2 separate regions of the Anas platyrhynchos genome follow, and region 2 is linked to region 1. A link is a contact called in public Hi-C data. All regions are on one chromosome and are shown on one strand. Each heading gives the region's core, a stretch centred on a gene start, on an enhancer-like site or on the middle of the called end of the contact. The rest is flanking DNA. Distances are from core to core; before and after follow the strand shown.

Region 1 (5,435 bases), core at 1,300-3,799:
AGAATCCTACACTGACTGCAATGCTTGTAGCACTACTGTCCTACAAACTTCTCATTTGTTCATGTCACAGAGCATTCTCTGTGGCTACTGATCACTTTGGTTTGCTTATATATGGCAAAACAAGGGTGCCTGGACACCTGAGCAATTTCTTTCCATGTGGAAAATGCCCGGTCTATGCATGGGAAATGAAGGTGATAGACTATCAGCTTTAAACTAATCTTGCCAAAACTGGGGCAACACAAATATCCAGGCCATGTTCATCTCTCAGGTCTTCCAAGCTTGCATGTGTCAGCTGAAGCCAAGACTTCTCATGCATCCATGTGCATGTAAGGTAAGGAAGCTGAACAAGCAAATTTTGGCATACCTGTGTATTTTATCTTGCTGTTCTGTGTGGAGTCAATATCAACCTATGGGCTGAGGCACATACGTGAATATGCCTGTGAAGCTGGACTCTTTGTGACGTGGTATTAACAGGTATGTGGAGCATGAATTTACTTAGTCATGGAAACAGGTCCATGTGGGTTAAAAAAAAAAAATAATCTGGATGTGCTTCAGTACACTGCTGAATTGGGCCTCTGCTGAGGTGTCACTAAGGGTTACATCAATCTCCAGAGATCGCACTGGCACTTTCTCACTTCATTTAATACAATTAAATATATCTCACTTTATGAACTGATGTAATTCAATAAAATCTGCAGTGAAATTTGCTTGGGAATCATTGTTTTGGATTGGATTGAATTGGAATAAAATAGCATAGTTAAGAGCTTCCCAAAATGTAATGGATTATTAAGTATCCTCTTTTTTTAATTTAAACATTAATATTTCATTATTTGTCTGCCAAGTTGAAAGAACAAAAAATGAGGTGATGTGTATATTTAAAACAAATGAGATTAGGGATGATTCTAGTCTTTACTTGCTCAGTATCTACGTTGTTGGAGGGAAGAAATGGGGTTTAAGGCTTGACCAAACCTGGATGGTATTGACAGACTTGGAGTCCCTTGAACTCTGTTACTAGGTGAGATCTCTTCCACATCAGTGGAGCAGAGGTCAGTGACATTGTTCTAGCTCTTGGCTTTATTAAAGATGGGGAATGTATAGGGGAGCTGCTAATCCATAGTACTTTTGTTTCATAAATGACTTATGAGAAGAGACAAAGACAGCAGCTGTACCTGGGCACAGCCATCCTCTGTCCTTGCTGTAAAGTAGTCAGTCATTATATTTACATATGTAAGTGACTACACCTGCTATCCAAAGTCCACCTTTCTTTTCCCATCCACCTTTCTTGATTATCTTTGTTTGGGAAACAAACACTTCATGCTGCTGGGTAGGACTGCACAGGGTCTGCAGGTTCAAAAGCGTCCAAGCTGTGTGTTTTCCCCCGCCCAGCTTAAGCTGGCACTTGCATCAACCCACTAGCCAGACTGTGTCCCGCACCTGCCCCATGGCATGGCCCTTGCTTTGGGTGGCAGGGCTCAAGGCCTCATTGAAAGCCCTTTCAAGACAAATGCAAGATAGGGTGAGCCAGATATGTTCAAGAGCCAAGCATGCTGCAGTCACCCTAATGGCGTGGGCCTGTTGCTCTTGGCATTTGAGCATTTCCCAGTCTTCTGCAGGAGTGCTTCACTGCCTTCCTCCCTAGGTGATCTGTTTCAAAACTTGTGTGATTTGCTTTTTTTTTAGTCACTCTGATGTTAGTTAATGCTGTTAAACAGTGCCATCATGCAGCTGTTAAGGTAATTAACATTTCTCAGCTTGCATGCTTCGGTTTTCTAGGAAGCTCTCTGATGATACCTCCTCCATGCTCAGCAGTAATTGCCTAAATCTGCTAAGGGCTGGGTTCAGCTGCACCCTGCTGAGGGGTGGGTGGTACCCCAGTCCTTTTCCTCAACTTGGCTTTCTTCCACTTTATCAAATAAAAATTTCATTTTTAGCAGTCTTGAATTTAACTGTTCAAGAGTTAAAAATGAAAGCCTCCATAAAGCTGTTTGCATATGCAGATTGAAATCTGGAATCTTTAAAGACAAAGTGAATATTTTAGATTTATATTACTAGGCCTGTAATACTACACCTCACCACTAAAAAAAAAAAAAAAAAAAAAAAGTATTTCATAGGCATTGCAGTTTTATTAATTCTGATGAACACATGGGCTGGGGATGACACCTGAGCTGTGAAACCTACCCATCTAATGGCATAAGCCTTGAGGCACCTATTACTCTGTAGTAGAAGTGGGTATAAAAAAAATCATGGTTAGGATCAGTTGTAAACAAGCGCTGACATATGTAAGCTTTTCTGCTGAACGCCCCGAAACAGACTGCTTTTATATTTTTATTATATATTCCTGAAGTGCTGTTCCCTCTGTATTATTTACGTCCACACGGGCAGGAGCGGAGGCTGCCCCTCGGCCGGGAGCCTTCCCTGCCGGTACCCGGGACCAAGAAGCGAGCCCCGGGCCCGTCCCGTCCCCTGCCGCGGCCGAGCCCCTCAGCGCCCTGCCACCGCCCCAGGGGCGGGCCGGGGCCTCACCGCCCAATCCGGCGCCGCCGCCCCCTCTCCGCGCCGCTGGGGAGCGCCCAATGGCGGCGGCCCCGCGCTGCCGACGCCGGGCCCGGGGCGGGCCGGGGGCCGCTGCTTGCGCCGGCCGAGCCCAGCGGAGCCCAGCCCGGTCCCACGGCGGCGGCGCGTCCCCGGGGAGCAGCACCGCGCAGGTAGGGGGAAGCCGGGGGACGGCGGGGATCGGGGTTAGCTCCGCCTTTACCAAGGGGAGAGCGCCGGGCTCCCGGCTGTCAGCCCCTGCGGGGCAGCGGTGGGGTCCTGCCGTGCTCGGCCGGTGTCCGCATGAGGGGTGCTGCGATGGAAGGCAGCGCTGCCGCTCCTCTCCTGCGGGCTGCCTCGATACCCCGTGTAAGCTGCAGGGTAGGAAGGCACGGACAGCAGGTTTCCGTGCAGGGTGCCGCTCTGTGCTGACTGACATCCAGCCCCTTCGCTCCTCGCTTCCCCGAGTTAAATGCCCCTTGTGCTCGGTGCCTGCGCTGCGCCCCGTTGGTTCCCGTTAATAATTTTGTTGCCTGGTTTGCTGCCATCAGGCTCAGCTGTTGTCCCGCGGTACAATCTTTGTGTGTGTGTGACTGGAGCTTTTCAAAGAGAAACAAATGAAGAAATAACGCTGGGCAGCCTGACGAGGTCAGGTGGTGCTTCACAGCTCGCTGCTTCCAGGGCTTGCTTGGGCTTTCTCATGGCAGTTATCCTTGGAGTAAGTTCACTGTCTTGGTTTGAGGGCACTTTTAGGTTTTTCAAGGAAAAAATTGGCAAACATGAGCATTTCTGTACTCGTGAATCATCCATGAATCATTCCTGTCTTCTGTGAAATTGTGTTTTGTAAACTTACTAGTTTGGGCAAGTAAATTGCAAACCATAGGATGCTTGCAAAACGCGTACATTCACCGCCTGTTGTGTGTGACTGGGTTCTTTTTTTCTTTATCTGCCTAGCTGAGTGAAATTTACCTTGTGTAATATGCACGTGAGCTCTGGACTTTGCCTTAATATTTTCCAGTTAAACGAATTTGTTAGTAGATCAGGTTTGTGTTGCCACAAATAAGACCAGTTACTGCAGTGGGTTCTATTACATGGGATTTTGCAATGCACGCTATTTTCCCAAACACTTCGCCTCCAAGTAGCTAGCTTATCTCTTCTCCAAAAGTTTCAGTCTTGATTATAACCTGAAGTGGTATTTGTTATGAATTACGTTTGATCTGTAATGCCGTGACTTTGTCAGCTAACAATCTTTGTGGTTTTCTGTATAATGTTAGTTATTTCATGATAACTTCTCTGGAGACCTCAAGTACAAAGCAAATCACAGTAGTTCTCAAAGAGCTAGTGTATCGTTTTGCCTACATATGGGAACGCAGCTGGCAAATGTAATGATCTCTGCTCTTCTTATACTTGTAGCTTTTAAATTATTTCTAAAACATGAAAGCCATCAAGCACATGACCTTTAAACTTTCCGGGAAGAGAAATGGCCAAATTTTTCTCTCCCACATTGCGCTGTGTCTCAGTTCAGACTCGCTGTAGCCTCTTATGGTTCACACCCTTAGTTAGCATTAAGAACTTGCCAGCACATCTTGGTCTTTAGGCTGCAGATTTCTCCTTTGTGTGAGTTCCTTGGATCCCTAATTGTATTGGTAGCATAATTACTATTCTGTTGTGTGGTTGGTTTAGGTAAAAGTGCAAAGGCTGTGATGTGCAAAAGTGACAGCTGCATCTCGATAGTGCCCAGTTTTCACTCTGGAGCCCTTGTTTGTGCTACCTTGCCAGCTATCCTGTTAAGAAGTAGCAGCTGGTACAGTTCCCTGGTTGAGAAACCCAGACTGTGTGTGGGTTAAAACCATATTGTGAGTGGGCTAAACACATCGTGTTTAGAGTCCTTAATTTTCAGCTATCTCAAGTCTGGCATCAGCAAACGAGGCTGAGAAATAGTATCGATGTACGCTAGAAATCTCGCAAGCTGTTCTGCTCTACCAGGCTTCTGTTGCCCCTCTTGCAGAAGCGATGACTTTTCCAGTCAGAGAGGGGTTGCCAAGATGGCATTCACTAAAGGACCAGAGCTCATAGATTCCCTGTCCCTGGCGCTCTGCTCCTGCTTCCTCTTGCAGCCTTTAACCCGTGTATTGTGCTGAGGCTTTGTGCAAAGCAGGCATCATGGTCTCCGCCAGTAGACAACGAACAGCGTAAATGAATTCTAAACTGCTGAAAAGCCCTATGCCTAAAGGCAGGCTGTGAAAGTAAAGCCTTCAGCATCACTCTGAAGCTTTTCAACAACATTAGCTTTCTCTTTGAAAATGGAAAAGTTTAACTAAAAAGAGAAGAAGAAAGCATCATCATCAAAGAAGGTATACACACCTATAAAGATTCACGTGGTGGCAGCAATCTTCTAACCCAATCTTGCCAAGTTAAAGAGCTGGGTATGTCTGAGCCAATCGCTTAGGATTGCTCTGCTGTCAGCTAGGAAAGGAGAGCCTTTAGAAGGAACTTCTCAGGCATTTTTTTCTGAAATGCTGGTTGTATTATTTAAAAAAAAGAAATCCATAAGGTACTCAATGGCAAAACCAGATGTTTTTTGTCCTCTGATTTCTTAATATGTTTTCTTTGTTGCATAACCATGCTGCATAGTGTCCTAAAGGATAGCTAGTTCTGATAATGGATGCTATAACTTTACAGCCATTTAACCTCAAGGAAGGAATGCCTGTCTTTGTATGCTTTGGATACAAGCACGTGTTGTCTTCAGCAGTATGGCTGTAGCTGTGACCTGGTTAACGTGAATCTTAGGAAATACAGCTACAAGTGTTACAGCTCATACATCTGGACATTTGTCAAGAGGGGGACTTTAAGTTTTGCTCCTCTTAGATGGTGAAAGTTTTGCCAGAATCTCAGCCAGGGCC
Region 2 (5,541 bases), core at 1,061-3,560, 60 kb after region 1:
GTTTCTCATTTCTCTAATCACTGTTGTTTCCTTCTGGCAGACCTCAACTCTTTCAGGGCTCTTCTGCAAAATCTCACATGGCTTCAGAAAGCTGTGCTTTGTTTAGAGGGCACAGCAGCTGTGGGGCCCCTTTTGTTTTCCTTCCCATCCGTCACTTTCTGTGCTCAGCCCTTGTCTCTCACTGGCCACCAAATCAGCTATGCAGCGCTGGAGGGACTTTCTGCTTTGCCTGATGAAGACAGTAAGGTTTTCCCATCGTGTTGTCCTTTTTTTTTTTTTTTTTTTTCTTTTCCCTCATCTTGTCCTATACCCTGAAGACATGCTAAGTCTCTTCCATGTTTCAAGAATGCAGTAGTTTCTTTCCACTGAGCTTCCTGTGGTATAGTGAGTACAGAAATTGCCCTGATACTGTCAGAGCCGTGCCCCATCCAGCCTCTTTACCCTGCCTGATTCCTAGTAACTACTGCTCCAGGACAGAAATTTTCAGTATTCCTTGTTTGTCACCTTCAAAGCTGACAGTTTGTTCTCTCATGTGTGTCTGTATGTATGTATGTGTATACACATATGGTGTGGGGCTCACTTCTCATACCTTACTGAGATGGTGAGCATTTTGGGTCTCTCGTTTACTTCTCCACAGGATTATTTCAATGTTTTCTGCCCTTTGTTTCTATCTTGCTAAGAAAAAGAGGTGACTTGGCTAAGCCAGAGCTGAATTCCCCTCTCTGCACCCCCATCAAAAGAATGCAGAGCATCATTTGGAAAAGAAAGAGGACATACAGCTTCGGCTACAGGCTACACAGTGTGTGAGGGGCTGGGGGGAGGGAAGCAGAGACTTAACTGTAAGAAAAGAAAAAGAGCTGGTAAGTTGTGCAGAACTAGCATAAGGGAATTGGGGCCTTTTCTAGCATGTGTTTTACCCACAGGCAGAGCTGTAGCTTGGAGGGAAGATGCCTGCTAGAGATGGGAAGAGGGGAAGTTAAAATTCATGCAGAGAGGAAGGAAGCATGGGTTTCCTTCTCACTTCTCACCACAGAGTGCTACGATAACATTATGGGTCACTTTCCCTTCTGCTTGCTTGGGTCTCTTTTGGTCAGACTCTCCTTTAACAGTAAGGCCCAAGCCTTTCTCTTCTCTGGACTAACACCAGCATGGCCCAAGGGAGTGTGGAAGGACTGGGTTGTTGTATCGTTGCTGTTTGGCACTTTTGCGGCGTGACCCTAAATACCCCGTGTACTGTGGTGGCTCCACACACACATACAAAAGGGAAAAACAAAACTTCAGATGACATAAGAAAGATAATAGCCTAGTATTGGGTTCTGTTCATTTCCTGCAATTGTGAGTAACTGCACAACAGCTGGGCCTTTATGGTGGGAGCCTGGGCTGAAGGAAAAGTCCCAGGCCTGGAACAGGTGAATGCGTAAAGGGGGGAATGGCCTCAGTGAGAGTAGTATGTCGCAAAACCAGCTATTCCCTCCAAACAGCCTCCTGGAGTGGTTGGCAGCTACCTTGAGGTTGGAGATGAAGTGCTGATTGTATCGTGGGATGGTAACAGGACTCTAAAACTGAGTCCTGCCTTATACCAGGAGCAGTTAACTAACATATATTTAGATGAATGTGCTGACAAGTTTCCTGTATCTTCTGTTATCCTTGGGAATCCTTGCATTATGCATATATGAAGGTTGAGCTGGATCAGCTCCAGTTGTTTCCAGAGTTGGCAGAAGTTGTCTTAGTGTGGTTGTCAGCCTGGCAGGGCAGACGTGAACTGTGGTTGCTGATACAACCGTGCTGTTAGAAATACTTTCCAAGGCAGCCCTTGTAATAACATTATAAATTTTCTGGATGGACAAAAAATGAGAGTGAGTCTTTAAGTGTCACAGTAAAGGAAGGTAAAGTTAGGTTACCACAAGTGGGAATATTTCTTCTTGTGGCCTGTCTCCCTAAAACATTCTTGCTCAGCATATATCCAAAACACATCTTTAAAGGCCTCAGGAGGTGAAAACTGTCTCTGCAGAGCCCCTACTCAACCCTGCAACTGCTTCAGCAAGAAGCAAGTTTATTACAAATTCTGGGGACAAACTTGTAGTTTATTTCTGAAATAAACTGGTATCTGTCTGTCTGTAACAAGAACATTTCAGTTACTAATGTAGCAAGAATTTGTTTTTCAAGGTCTCTCTACTGCTTGGAAACTTGAGGGTTTCTCTCAGTATTTTCACTCAATGCAAAGCTTTTCTTGTTGGGGATATCTGAGCAACTCCATAGGCCCTACTTTTGTCACCCTAATTTCTATCTCAACAAATACTTAGGTCTTCTGGGTGCACAGTTTACAGGAGCAGGTGTAAACAGTCCTTGTGACCTTACCACCACAGGGTGAGGAGCAGCCACATGCTCTCTTCACAGTCCTGGCAAAGTTCCCAAATCTCTTCCTATTTTATAAATGTTCTCCAGCCACCTGACCACTTGATCTCACTGTCTCAGGCCTTTCTTTGTCCTCCTTGCTGTCTACCTGAAGCAAAATCAGGCAGGAATTTGGTTGGTTGGTTTTTCTAACAAAAAGATAGGGATATTTTATGTATTTTGTTGCTGTATAAGAACATGTCTACCAGAACATAATTTCTACTGTTCTAAAATTCTGCAAAGCAGTTGCTTTCAAAAATGACTATATTTTAACACACTAATAATAATATGGTAATTTCCAAATTATCACCATCAAGACCCAATAAAAGGTATTCTTTCTAATTGTGATCAGTTTTTCCCCAGTTGATATTAGGTCAGTCTCGGCAGAGGGAACCATGCCATATACTCTCTCCCTTTCAAACAAATAGCATTTGTCATGCTGAGATCTCAGGAGAGTGTATTGCTGACTGGAACTAGAGTCTGTTTTTGGCTTACCTCCCATATTTTTGGTGGAATACTTCTTGCTTGTAAATGCTGTGGACAGTGCTCTGCTTCTCAGCCTCGGGGAGGAACAAAAGTAGGAAGCAAATTTCTCCTTTCAGTTCACAGAGAGTCCTGTACTTAAGCATCCAGCCTTTGGTCCCAAAGCCATATACTTACTGCAGCTTCTCCACCTTTCTATTTGCTTACATCCAGATATACCTACGTGCAAGCAGCAGGTGTATCTGTGCACAAGTAGCCAGTGCACAAGGAAATGCTTTGGCATGACGTGCATGAGTTCAGTTTTGCTCAGCCATGGCCTATAGCTTCTACTGTCTCCAGTTGTCTTATTCCCTAAAGGAGTTCCCTTGCTTATTCCATATGTCCTGCAAGGTGCCTAGAAAGCCCACAAGCTTTAATATGAGTTATGGTCTATTCATTAAATAAACTTGATAATGGCCAGTAACACTTTCCATCATACTAATATTTTTGCTTTGCTACAGAGAGAAAATTTGCAGAACAGAGGGCATAAATTGCTTATTGAAGGTCACTTGGACAATCACATAGTTCAGATTACCACTTAGGCCTTTTGTACCTACCCATTCCTATACCATATCCTTTGCATCATGCTGCTTCTCACGCACCTGTAATTATCACCATTTGTCAAGGGTGGAGGTGTTGCTTTGGTTGATCCTCAGTGACATCTACATGGATCAGGCATTACAGACAGATCAAGCTGTTTCCTCACACTATTTCTAGCTAGTCTCCTTAAGTCCTTTCTGTTAAGTGGCAAAAATTCCTCTTGGAATTAAAAACAAACAAACAAACAAAAAACCTGCACATGATCTTGTTATAGCTCCTATCACATTTGCAGTGAGCTCCTCATGTTAATTCATAAAACTGCAGCCTGGAGGTCCTGCATGCTTTCGGTCAGGAAGGACTGGCAAAGCTGGCTACCTGCACATAGTTATATGTCCTTCTCTGTACTTTAAAACAAACAAAAATTGTTTGCATAAGTTACAGGGGAAAAATACTAGCATAAGCTTCAGGCAGAAGTAGAGCACTGTTAACTTCCCAAACTTACATGTATCAGCTATGTTGCTGTGGATATAGATGAGACCAGAGTGCGCTGCTTTGCAGTCAGAGGTTATGTTGCTTAATGGGACCCTATTTATGGAATAAATCTGTCTTTGCAGTTAATTAGGCAACTAAATTATTAAAACACATAGCTGAAGTTTAAGTTTGCACAGAGCCTTACATTAGCAATTGGGAAACATGTCTTTTTTTTTTTTTTTTTTTAATAATAACAGCAGTGGCATAACTTGTAAATCATTTTGATATTGCTCAGGGTAGCAGCAGTGTATAAACATGAGATTACCTCTTGCCCGGATAACCAGAGATATGTAGACAAATCTGGCAGACAGAATCTGAGCTGCTGACTTGATATGATATAAAACTTGATCCTGGGAAATGCCTTGGGTGCTGGAATCAGGAAGTTAGTGCTACTATTTTTAAAGTTGTGGGGAGCCAAAAGCATTGGGCAATAATGCATTCTGAAGATGTAAAATACAAATGTCTGTTTTTTTTCTCTTTGCCCCTTCATTTTTTTGTCTGCAGTTAAGAGATTGAAATCTTTGTATGTAAATATAAATTTTACTTTTGTACTATTTTATATCAGTCATTAAACAAAACATATCCCTCCTCTTCCTGATTTACCTTGTCCTGCCTCTTCCAAAATGATGTGCAGATTTGGACATCACTGTTCGTTTTTGTAAGCAGTGAATTGAGCACTGGTACAGGTTTATTCGACTATGTACTGACCTTTTTTTGTTAGAGAATCGGCACTATACTGGGCAGATAGCTGGCTTCAGTGATACAGAAACTGCCCAGCTAGACACGAGAGGTCAGCCAGCTATTTCACTCTGACTACCAAGTTGTCCTCAACTGGTGTTACCTTTTGTGGCTGCTACCAGTACAGTTTCTGAACAGATGGACTGGCAGTAGCAAACCTGTTTCAGACATCTAATGCACATAATGGTGCATTAAAGGCACAGTGTCTTTTGGTCCCATAACTTAATGAGATGGTGTGTTGCTTTGCAATCAGAGGTTATGTTGCTTAGTGGGATTCCAAACTCTGAGAGGATCCATCAGCTGGCACATTTCTGCTTGCAGTCTGCCCCTGCAAATATCAGGCTTATCCTGCATGGTACTATCTCAAGCTCTGAAGACAAAATGTAAGAGATTTGCAAACCTTTGCATTTTGTTACCAGTCCGTTACTGGATTTTCACTGTCATAAAAATATGACAGAATGGCATGCCTTATTGTCTTCATACAAGACTTAAATAACTGCTCTTTGGAAAGGAGAGCTTGTTCAACACATTCTGCCATCAGCTCCTACAAGATGGAGTGGGATTGTCTTTTCATTTTTAGGATGGGCTACAGGTCTGTTCTACTTACCAAATATCACAGACTTCCAGAAACTTATTGGGCTACCAGTAGCTTCTCTTTCCTTATTAGCACTCAGAGTATTGCTCCACAAGCTCTATGTTCTCACTCAGTACCAGTTGCACTACTGAAGTGTATGCACTATGTACTGCTGAGATTGAACTCAGAGAGGGAAGTAGACTTCTGTGGGTAGAAGCAAAGTCCAAAGTACGCTTAGAGGC

The links. A called contact is a pair of places that touch in the nucleus more often than the background predicts.
Region 2: a Hi-C map of F1 follicle shows a contact between it and region 1, with 4 times the contacts expected there. The contact joins the enhancer-like site here to the promoter of STON2 in region 1. A contact is called at or near these places in 4 of 8 Hi-C or Micro-C datasets (F1 follicle, liver, skeletal muscle and 1 more).

Annotation. Positions count from the first base shown.
Region 1 is chr5:21,257,515-21,262,949 of IASCAAS_PekinDuck_T2T, forward strand. STON2 (stonin 2) reads left to right here and starts at 2,550. Exons shown (of 7, transcript XM_027458947.3): 1 at 2,550-2,705.
Region 2 is chr5:21,317,566-21,323,106 of IASCAAS_PekinDuck_T2T, forward strand. The region is part of intron 4 of STON2 (stonin 2); the gene reads left to right. Among named protein-coding and RNA genes, the nearest start is that of GTF2A1, 45 kb to the right of the region's middle. Within about 2 kb of position 2,311, at least 2 of the 8 cell types and tissues checked have an H3K27ac peak or open chromatin away from gene starts, as enhancers often do. A contact at or near this core is called in F1 follicle, where this site is marked.